2 separate regions of the Bos taurus genome follow, and region 2 is linked to region 1. A link is a contact called in public Hi-C data. All regions are on one chromosome and are shown on one strand. Each heading gives the region's core, a stretch centred on a gene start, on an enhancer-like site or on the middle of the called end of the contact. The rest is flanking DNA. Distances are from core to core; before and after follow the strand shown. Region 1 holds the start of PURB (purine rich element binding protein B). Region 2 holds the start of LOC132342072 (2-oxoglutarate dehydrogenase complex component E1-like).

Region 1 (3,875 bases), core at 567-3,066:
AATCCACTCAAACAGTTTTCCTTGTGCTTTATGCCTGATTTCTTATTGTGCCTACCTCAGCAACCCCCAATGTAAAACTGCTTTTATCTTTGAAAAAAATCTGCCAACTTCCAAAACATTATAGTAAGGGATTCTAGTTCAAGGATTGACATCTGAATCCATTTGCATCCCGGAAAATAATTCTGCAAAGACAAGACACGGGCCTTGGTCCAGGTTCTATGCAAAACCATTTAAAAATGGATCCAATTTGTTTCTGTCCCTGGTGGCTTCTTCAATTCTTATTTTGCCCTGTCTATGATTATGTAAAGTTGCATTCCTTTTCATGAAACTTGTACCCTCAGGACTGGGTAACTGCAAAGGCCTCTCTCTTCACAAGAATTCCATGAAGATCTAGATCCAAAACGCTGATTTCAATGGAGGTGAAGGGATAGACACTGCAACAATGAGGTCTAGAAAGATCTTTAGATCAAGTTACCCAAATATAACACAAATTGAGCTGTCATCAACGGGTCTGGGTAACTGATGAGGTGTTCCTTGGCCAGCGTGCAAGGATCTATCCCATCCAGGGTTATCCTGATGGATTTAGGAACCTTAGCTGGGAAGGAAGAGAAGCTGAGACTTCTGCTCAGGTGAGGAGACGCTGTTGTCCTCTCTTTGCAGATTACTGTCAATTCCTTGGAACTTTACTGCTTTTCTCTAATTGTCCTGACTGTTTTCTTACGGTTATTTCTCTTAATTAACTATATTATTTAAAATTTTGTTTTCCCCCTCCGGGGCCTCCCTTGCTTCCCCTCCACTAGCTCACTGGGGATGAACAGGAAGGGGAGTTCTCTAGCCAAGGAGACGGTGGTGGGGTGGGGAGGCCCGTAAGGGAGGAAGCCGCGAGTTTCAATCCTCATCCACCTCCTCTCCCTCTGACTCGTCCCCGCCGCGTCGCTCATAAAGCTTATCCCTCTGCCGCTCCTGGATCTCTTTCATCTCATCCGCATATCGGCAAAACGCGCCCCCGAACTTGCCCCAGGCCTTGAAAGGGACCGTGATGGCGTTGCGGTAGGACGGCTTCACCTCGCTCACGCGCAGGAACACTCCGTACTTGTTACAGCCCACGTCGAAGAAGAAACGCTTGGAGTCCACCGTGATGGAAGTGCCTTCTGGGAGCTCCCCGTACAGGCCGCCCCCAGGGCCTCCGGCGCCGCCGCCCGGGCCCCCCGCCAGCTCGTCATCCTCGCCGCCGTAGTCGTCGATGAGCTTGGCCAACGCGTCGCGGAACTCTATGAGGCCCTGCGCGGGCAGCGCAATGGTCTGGCCGCTCTGCAGGCCGCCGGGTCCCGGGCCACCGCCGCCGCGGTTGACCGTCTGGCGGATGCGCAGGAAGCGGCCGCGCTGGTTTTCCTTGAGGTCCAGGTAGTACTTGCGGTTCTCGCGTACCAGGAACTCGCTCTTGAGCGCGCGCCGCGGCCCACCGCCCTCCTCGGCGCCCGCCGCCGCTGCCACTTGCTCCGGGCTGCTGGGGCCCAGCTGCGCGTAATGCTCGATGAAGTCGCCCAGGTAGTCACGGAACTCGGCGGCCACCGCCATGGACAGCGTAAGGCGGCTCTTGGAGCCGCCCGCGCCCACTTCGGCGATCTTGAGAAAGCGGCCTTTGGCGTTCTGCTTCACATCTAGGTAGAACCGTTTGTTTTGGATGTCCAGCCGCTTCGAGGCCAGCTCCTGCGTCTCCTGCTCGCCGCCGCCGCGGGACGCGGGCTGGAAGCCGCCGGGCCCGCCACCGCCGCGCTCGCTGCCGCTGTCGCCGTCCGCCATCTTCTCGGCCGCCGCCGCCGCCGCCGCGCCCAGGCCGCCGCCCGCCGCCCGCCGCGCTCGCGCCCCTGCCCTCCGCCCTGCGGCTCGCTCTCCCGGGCCCCCCAGCCTCGCTCGCCGGCCCGCTCACGCGCTCCCGCTGTTCATCGCCGGCAGCCGCCGCCGCCGCCCCCCCATCGCCCCCGCGCCCCGCCCCGCCACTTCCGCCGGGCCAGCTTCCGGCGCGCGCCTCCGTGACGCCGCCCCGCCCCGCCCCCACGTTCCTGCTGCCGGAAACGCCGCGCGAGGCGGCGGCTGCGGGGCGCAGGGCAGTGACGTCACGGGTCCGCGGGGGTCTGGGGATCCTGGAGACCCAAACTGGGAAGGAACTCTGGAAGCTTACGGGCGACGGAAACAGTCTGCATCTTGTTTGTGGTGGTGGTTTTACAGATAGCCGAAAGTGATTCAAACTACGCTTTAAATAAATGCGGTTTATTCTAGGGAGATTATACCGGACTACAGTTATTATTTACGAGAGGAATTAAAGAGAGGAAGATGTTGGGGTACTCAAAACAAAACTAACCTAATAGGATTGCTGTATAAGAATCCGTGAGTGATATTTAGCATAATGACTGAGTTATAGTGAGTGCTCAATAAATACGTACTCTTAGTTCGTGGAATACTGTACATAGTGCCTGGAACATGCTTGGTAACATCATCATCACCGTCTCAGTGGCGTAAGATAAAATGATGGCCTGAACTAAGTAGTGGTAGTGGGGATGGAGTTTAGGAAAGGAGTTAATTTTTATAAAGCACGTACGTACAGGGACTGGTAACCGTTTTACACGTTAACTTGGAAGAATACTTGTTTCATGTGTTACATTGTGTGGAGAAACAGGAATGGATTTAAAAAGTGAACAGTGGGACTTCCTGGTGGTTTGGTGGCTGAGATTCCATGCTCCCAATATAGGGGGCTAGATCCCACATGTTTCAACCAAGAGTTCACTTGTGGTAACTAAAGATTTCAATGCTGCAACTAAGACCGGCAACAGCCAAAAAAAGTGAAAGTGAAAGTCGCTCAGTCTTGTCCTACTCTTTGCAACCCCATGGACTGTACAGTCCATAGAATTCTCCAGGCCAGAATACTGGAGTGGGTAGCTGTTCCCGTCGCCAGGAGATCTTCCCAACCCAGGGATTGAACCCAGGTCTCCCGCGTTGAAGGCGGCTTCTTTACCAATTGACCCACCAGGGAAGCCCAGCCTAATAAATAAATATTAAAAAAAAAAAAGTAAAATGTGTATCTTTTGATGGGGGGAGGCGTGTGCTAAGAGTCATTCTGCCTGGGTCTGAATCCCATACTAGTTGTGAGGTTTTGGGTACGTCAATTAACCTCTTAAGCCTTAGTTGCATAACTTGTTAAATAGGAATAATAGTAACTATCTTGTGGAGTTGCTATAAGAATTAAGTGAGATAATGCACATAAAGCACTTCACCTGGCACAGAAGAAGCACTCCCCAAGTTTTTCTTTTTCTTTTTTTGGATGTGTCATGAGGGATATTACTTCTCCAGCCTGTGTTCCCTATACTGGAAGTTCTGAGACCTAACCACTGGGAAGCCCCTCCCCAAGTGTTTAATCACTCTTCATCCTGATTCATAAAAAAGACCCAAACAAAATTAGAGTAATACCTCTCAACTAAACACAGAAGAGTCCAGGGGAAAGCATCAGATTTGGGGTCTTGAACATTTCAGTCTTGGAGTGAATTTGGACATATGAAATCCCTAGGGAAGAAATCTGATGTCAGGCATCACTTAACCTTCATAAAAGATGTCCATGAAGCTCCTCTAATTTCTTGCTAACCAAACCACTTTCTGCATAGGGGACCCCAACACTCAGTTCATGTGAAGGACTTTCTACCCATATATTCATTCCTTATCAGTTCAGTTTTAATGTCAAATCCTATTTAATGAGTTAGACACATTGCTTTATTTCCTTTTTTTGTCTGTGCTGTGCGGGATCATAGTTCCCCAACCAGAGATGAAACCTGTGCCCTCTGCATTGGGAATGCAAGTTTTAACCACTGGACTACCTGGGAAGT
Region 2 (3,875 bases), core at 928-3,427, 180 kb before region 1:
GTTATTGTTAAACGGTTACAGAATTTCTTCTTTTATTATTATTTTTTAATTGGAGCATAATTGCTTTACAATGTTGTGTTAGTTTCTGCCATACAATGACATGGATCAGCTGTATGCGTACCTATGTTCTCTCCCTCTTGGACCTCCCCCCACTCCCCACCCAGATCCCACCCATCTAGGCTGTCACAGAGCACCACGCTCAGCTTCCTGTGAATTTCTCTTTGGAATGGTAAAATAGATAGTGGTTATGGTTGCACAACATTGTAAAGTGATTAATGCCACTAAATTGTACTTTAAAAAGACAAATTTTTTCTTATATTTTACCACAATAAAAAGAGAAAGAAAAAAAAATACTGGTTTGTTCCTTGGTTCCTTCACTTTCTCCTAGTCTTCAAATCCTCAGAACACGTATCAGCCTAACTTTGTTCTCACACGCACTGATGTGTGTGTGTGTGTGTGTTCAGTCACTCAGTTGTATCCATCTCTTTGCAACCCTCTGGAATGCAGCCCACCAGGCTTCTCTGTCTATGGGATTTTTCAGGCAAGAATACCAGAATGGGTTACCATTTCCTCCTCCAGCGGATCTTTCTGACCCAGGGATAGAACCAGAGGCTCCTGAACTGCAGGAGCAATAAGCTCATTCTTTACTAATGAGCCTCAGGGAAGCCCCTTACTCCCTACTTAAAAAACAAAAGAAAAAAAAAAAAGCCCACCTCTACTTTGCCTTTCTCTTTTAGAAATGTGGGCTTCCCTGGTGGCTCAGCTGGTAAAGAATCAGCGTGCAATGCCGTAGACCTGGGTTTGATCCCTGGGTTGGGAAGATCCCCTGGAGAAGGGAAAGGCTACCCACGCCAGTATTCTGGCCTGGAGAATTCCATGGATTGTATAGTCCATGGGGTCCCAAAGAGTCAGACAGGACTGAGCGACTTTCACTTACTTCACTGAAGAAATTTTGCTACAAGTCTGTATCATACTTGCCAGCAGGTGGCAAAATCTGTCTGAATTTCGGCCCAGATTCAGACACCTGTGTCCTCTATGGAGCTTTCAAGGTCAGATCCCTATGACCAGATGACTGCCCTTTGTCACCCCAGTATCCCCGGCTATGCCACATGACACAGTCCTTGCCTTTAAATTGTGGGGAATAAACACGGAGGAACAATTCAAGACAGTGTGGAAAAGCCTTTCCCTCCTGTCAGTCATTTGGATGCCACCTTTCCATACTAGTATCTAGTTACTATAGTTTTAAAATGGACATTTTTATTACAAAAGAAAAATTTTAGCATTACAGTAAATCAGAAAACCTATTACTTGCCGTATATCTCAAAGATAACCTATCACAAATCAGGAAGACCAAGTAACTTCTACGTATATTATTGTCCACCAAAAGTTGTGAGCCTGTTTTATCTTGGTCAGAAAAGGGAAAGAAGAAAAAATGGAATTAAAGACACTTTAGCATTAAATGAGGCTTTTCCCTTGCTAATAAAGACTGAAGAACTGAAAGGACTTTCTCTGTATGTGATTGCTTACAACTTACCATATCTCAACAAAATTGAGATTTTTGTCCTCCACATTTTGAAAATAGTGCTCTATCTACGATTGAGGTGTCCTAGTAAAAGTGTTTTTGTTCTTTCCCTTTCTCAGCAGTAAGTAAAATAACATCTAAAAGCGGATGACCACTTGGTATTCGATGAAATGGCATAATAAACCATCCATGTACCAAGTGAAGACTCCCGCGAGCCCGTTGCCTACTTTGGGAAAACCTAGTGTCAGGGTTAGGACTTCCTGGTTCTCACTCCGTGGGTCACTGCCTGCGGCGCCTCAAGCGCGCACTGCCGACCAAGGTTTGTTTCTGACATCACATACCAGGTCAGTTCTCCATCAAAGGACTCCGGACAGCTTACTGCAGGAGACAGTACTTAGCAACATGCAGACCCCTTTCAGAACTGTCACGCAAGCCGGTCAGGACCCGACGTGCCAAAAGCAAGCTACAACCCCGGAGCTAACACTACCGCCCCAAGGCCGAGCCACCGGAGTTGTGGGCGCGACTCTGTGACGTCAAGACTCCGCTCACGAGGTTGGGGCGGCCCCTCTCGTCTTAGGGCGGGGCGGCGTGCTGACGCCACACGCTGAGGCGGGGCCGAGAGTTTGGTGCCCCGGAGTGGGGTGTCGGCGCCTCATTCGGGTGGAGCTGAGCCGGAGACAGGTAGGCTTGCGCGGCGGCTGGGTCTCGCCGGATTTGGGAGGCTCCGCGCCGGTCAGGCAGGCGGCGAGGGTCTTGGCATGGGGTAAGGCCGCCGCACCCTCGTTGTCGCCGCCGCCCCGGTGACAGGGAGTGGAGCTGGCTGGAGCGGGGCTGACGGGGGGAGGTGGGTGGGACGGAGCCTGACAGACGGACGTGGCAGCCAATGGTGCAGGGGGCGCCTCCTGGCGGGCGGAGATTGGCGGGTGCGGGCGAGCGCAGAGGTCGCGCGGGGCGCGGAGCGGCAAGCCATTGGCTGTGATGGGCAGAGGGGTGGGCTGCGCGGCGGATGTGAGGGAACGGGCGCAGCGGCAGGGGTGACCCCCAAGGTCGAGGAGGCGTCACGTGGGAGTCGTCAGGCTGTGTCCTCTCCCAGCCTGGACGGCTGGAAGGGTGGCGCGCCCTTGAAGAACCAGCTGTGAATTGTGGGCATTCGTTTTTCCCAGAGCGCGAAGACGCTGGTCGGCTTCTGTCCGGACTGACCCTTCGCCCCTGGGACGACCCTTTGAGGAACAGATTACTGTGCAGTACCCCTCTGTCTTGCAGTACTTCTCTGTCGTACTCATCCTTCCTGTGTTCCTTGGGGTGACGCCCTTGAGGAGCGGCTTAGCCCACAGTATCCTGTGTATTCAGTACCCCCATACCCATCCTCCCTGCGCTCTTCGGGGGTGAACCCTGAGTGAATTACCCTCCAGCACTTCGTACCTCCACTATCCTCAGTACCTTTACTGTACTCAGCACTCATCGTTTCTATTCTCTGTGCTCTTCAGGGTGACACTCTTAATGGACAGGTTTCTCTGCTGCATGCGCGCTCAGTGCCCAAATACTCAGGATCCCTCCATGCTTAGTACCCAGAGTACCCATCCTCCCTGTGAACTCTTTGGGGGCAACACCCTTAATGGGCAGACTAGCTTGCAGTACCCTACTGTAGTCAGTACGCTTCTTTCTTCCAGGGATATGGTAGTTCATGTTGAGATGAAGCGCGTTTCCTCGAGGAACACCCTTTTCCTTTCGCAAGGCTACCTGAGTCAGTGTAAGTTGTGTAACGAAGCTTGGTAGAAAACTGGTGGCGAGACACTGAGTATAGACAAGAACTTGCTCTCTCTGCCCTTCACCCATGACAGAGGAGAGGTGACTCAGACCTGAGGTGTGAACTCTCTTTTGTCCTGGGGTTTCTCTGCTTTGTTTTACCTGTACTTTGAAGCAGGAAGTAGAGGCTGACTCCCAGGTTTGGGCTCTGAGCAGCTTTAAAAGGATAAATGGCCTGGATGAAGTCTTGCTTGCACTGTAACAAGAGGTGCAGTAGTCAAACTGCAGTTTTTTTGTGCAAGATCCTCACGGTCTGAAAATGTATAGTACTTATTCTAGCTTTGCAAATTAGCTGATTTTGAAAGTTGAAGAAAGATTAGAGTATCCTGATAAAATTTTGAAGAGCATTTTCCACATTTCAAGTACCTTTTTTTTTCCTTAAACAGCTTTATTGAGATATAATTCATGTACCATACTGTTCATTCTTTCAAGTATACAATTCACTAGTTTGTAGTGTATTCATAGTAAGCAGCCATCACCAAAATTTAGTTACTTTTAAAGACTATCTTTAATTTCAGAAATACATTAATTTCTGTTGATTTCATTT

The links. Hi-C and Micro-C count contacts between places; a contact is called where the count stands out from the background.
Region 2: a Hi-C map of liver shows a contact between it and region 1, with 2.5 times the contacts expected there. The contact joins the promoter of LOC132342072 here to the promoter of PURB in region 1. A contact is called at or near these places in 2 of 11 Hi-C or Micro-C datasets (blood and liver).

Annotation. Positions count from the first base shown.
Region 1 is chr4:76,663,901-76,667,775 of ARS-UCD2.0, reverse strand. PURB (purine rich element binding protein B) reads right to left here and starts at 1,816. Exons shown (of 1, transcript NM_001206632.1): 1 at 1-1,816. The coding sequence starts at 1,803. The coding sequence ends at 889.
Region 2 is chr4:76,842,958-76,846,832 of ARS-UCD2.0, reverse strand. It overlaps LOC132342072 (2-oxoglutarate dehydrogenase complex component E1-like), which reads left to right and starts at 2,177. Exons shown (of 24, transcript XM_059885919.1): 1 at 2,177-2,203.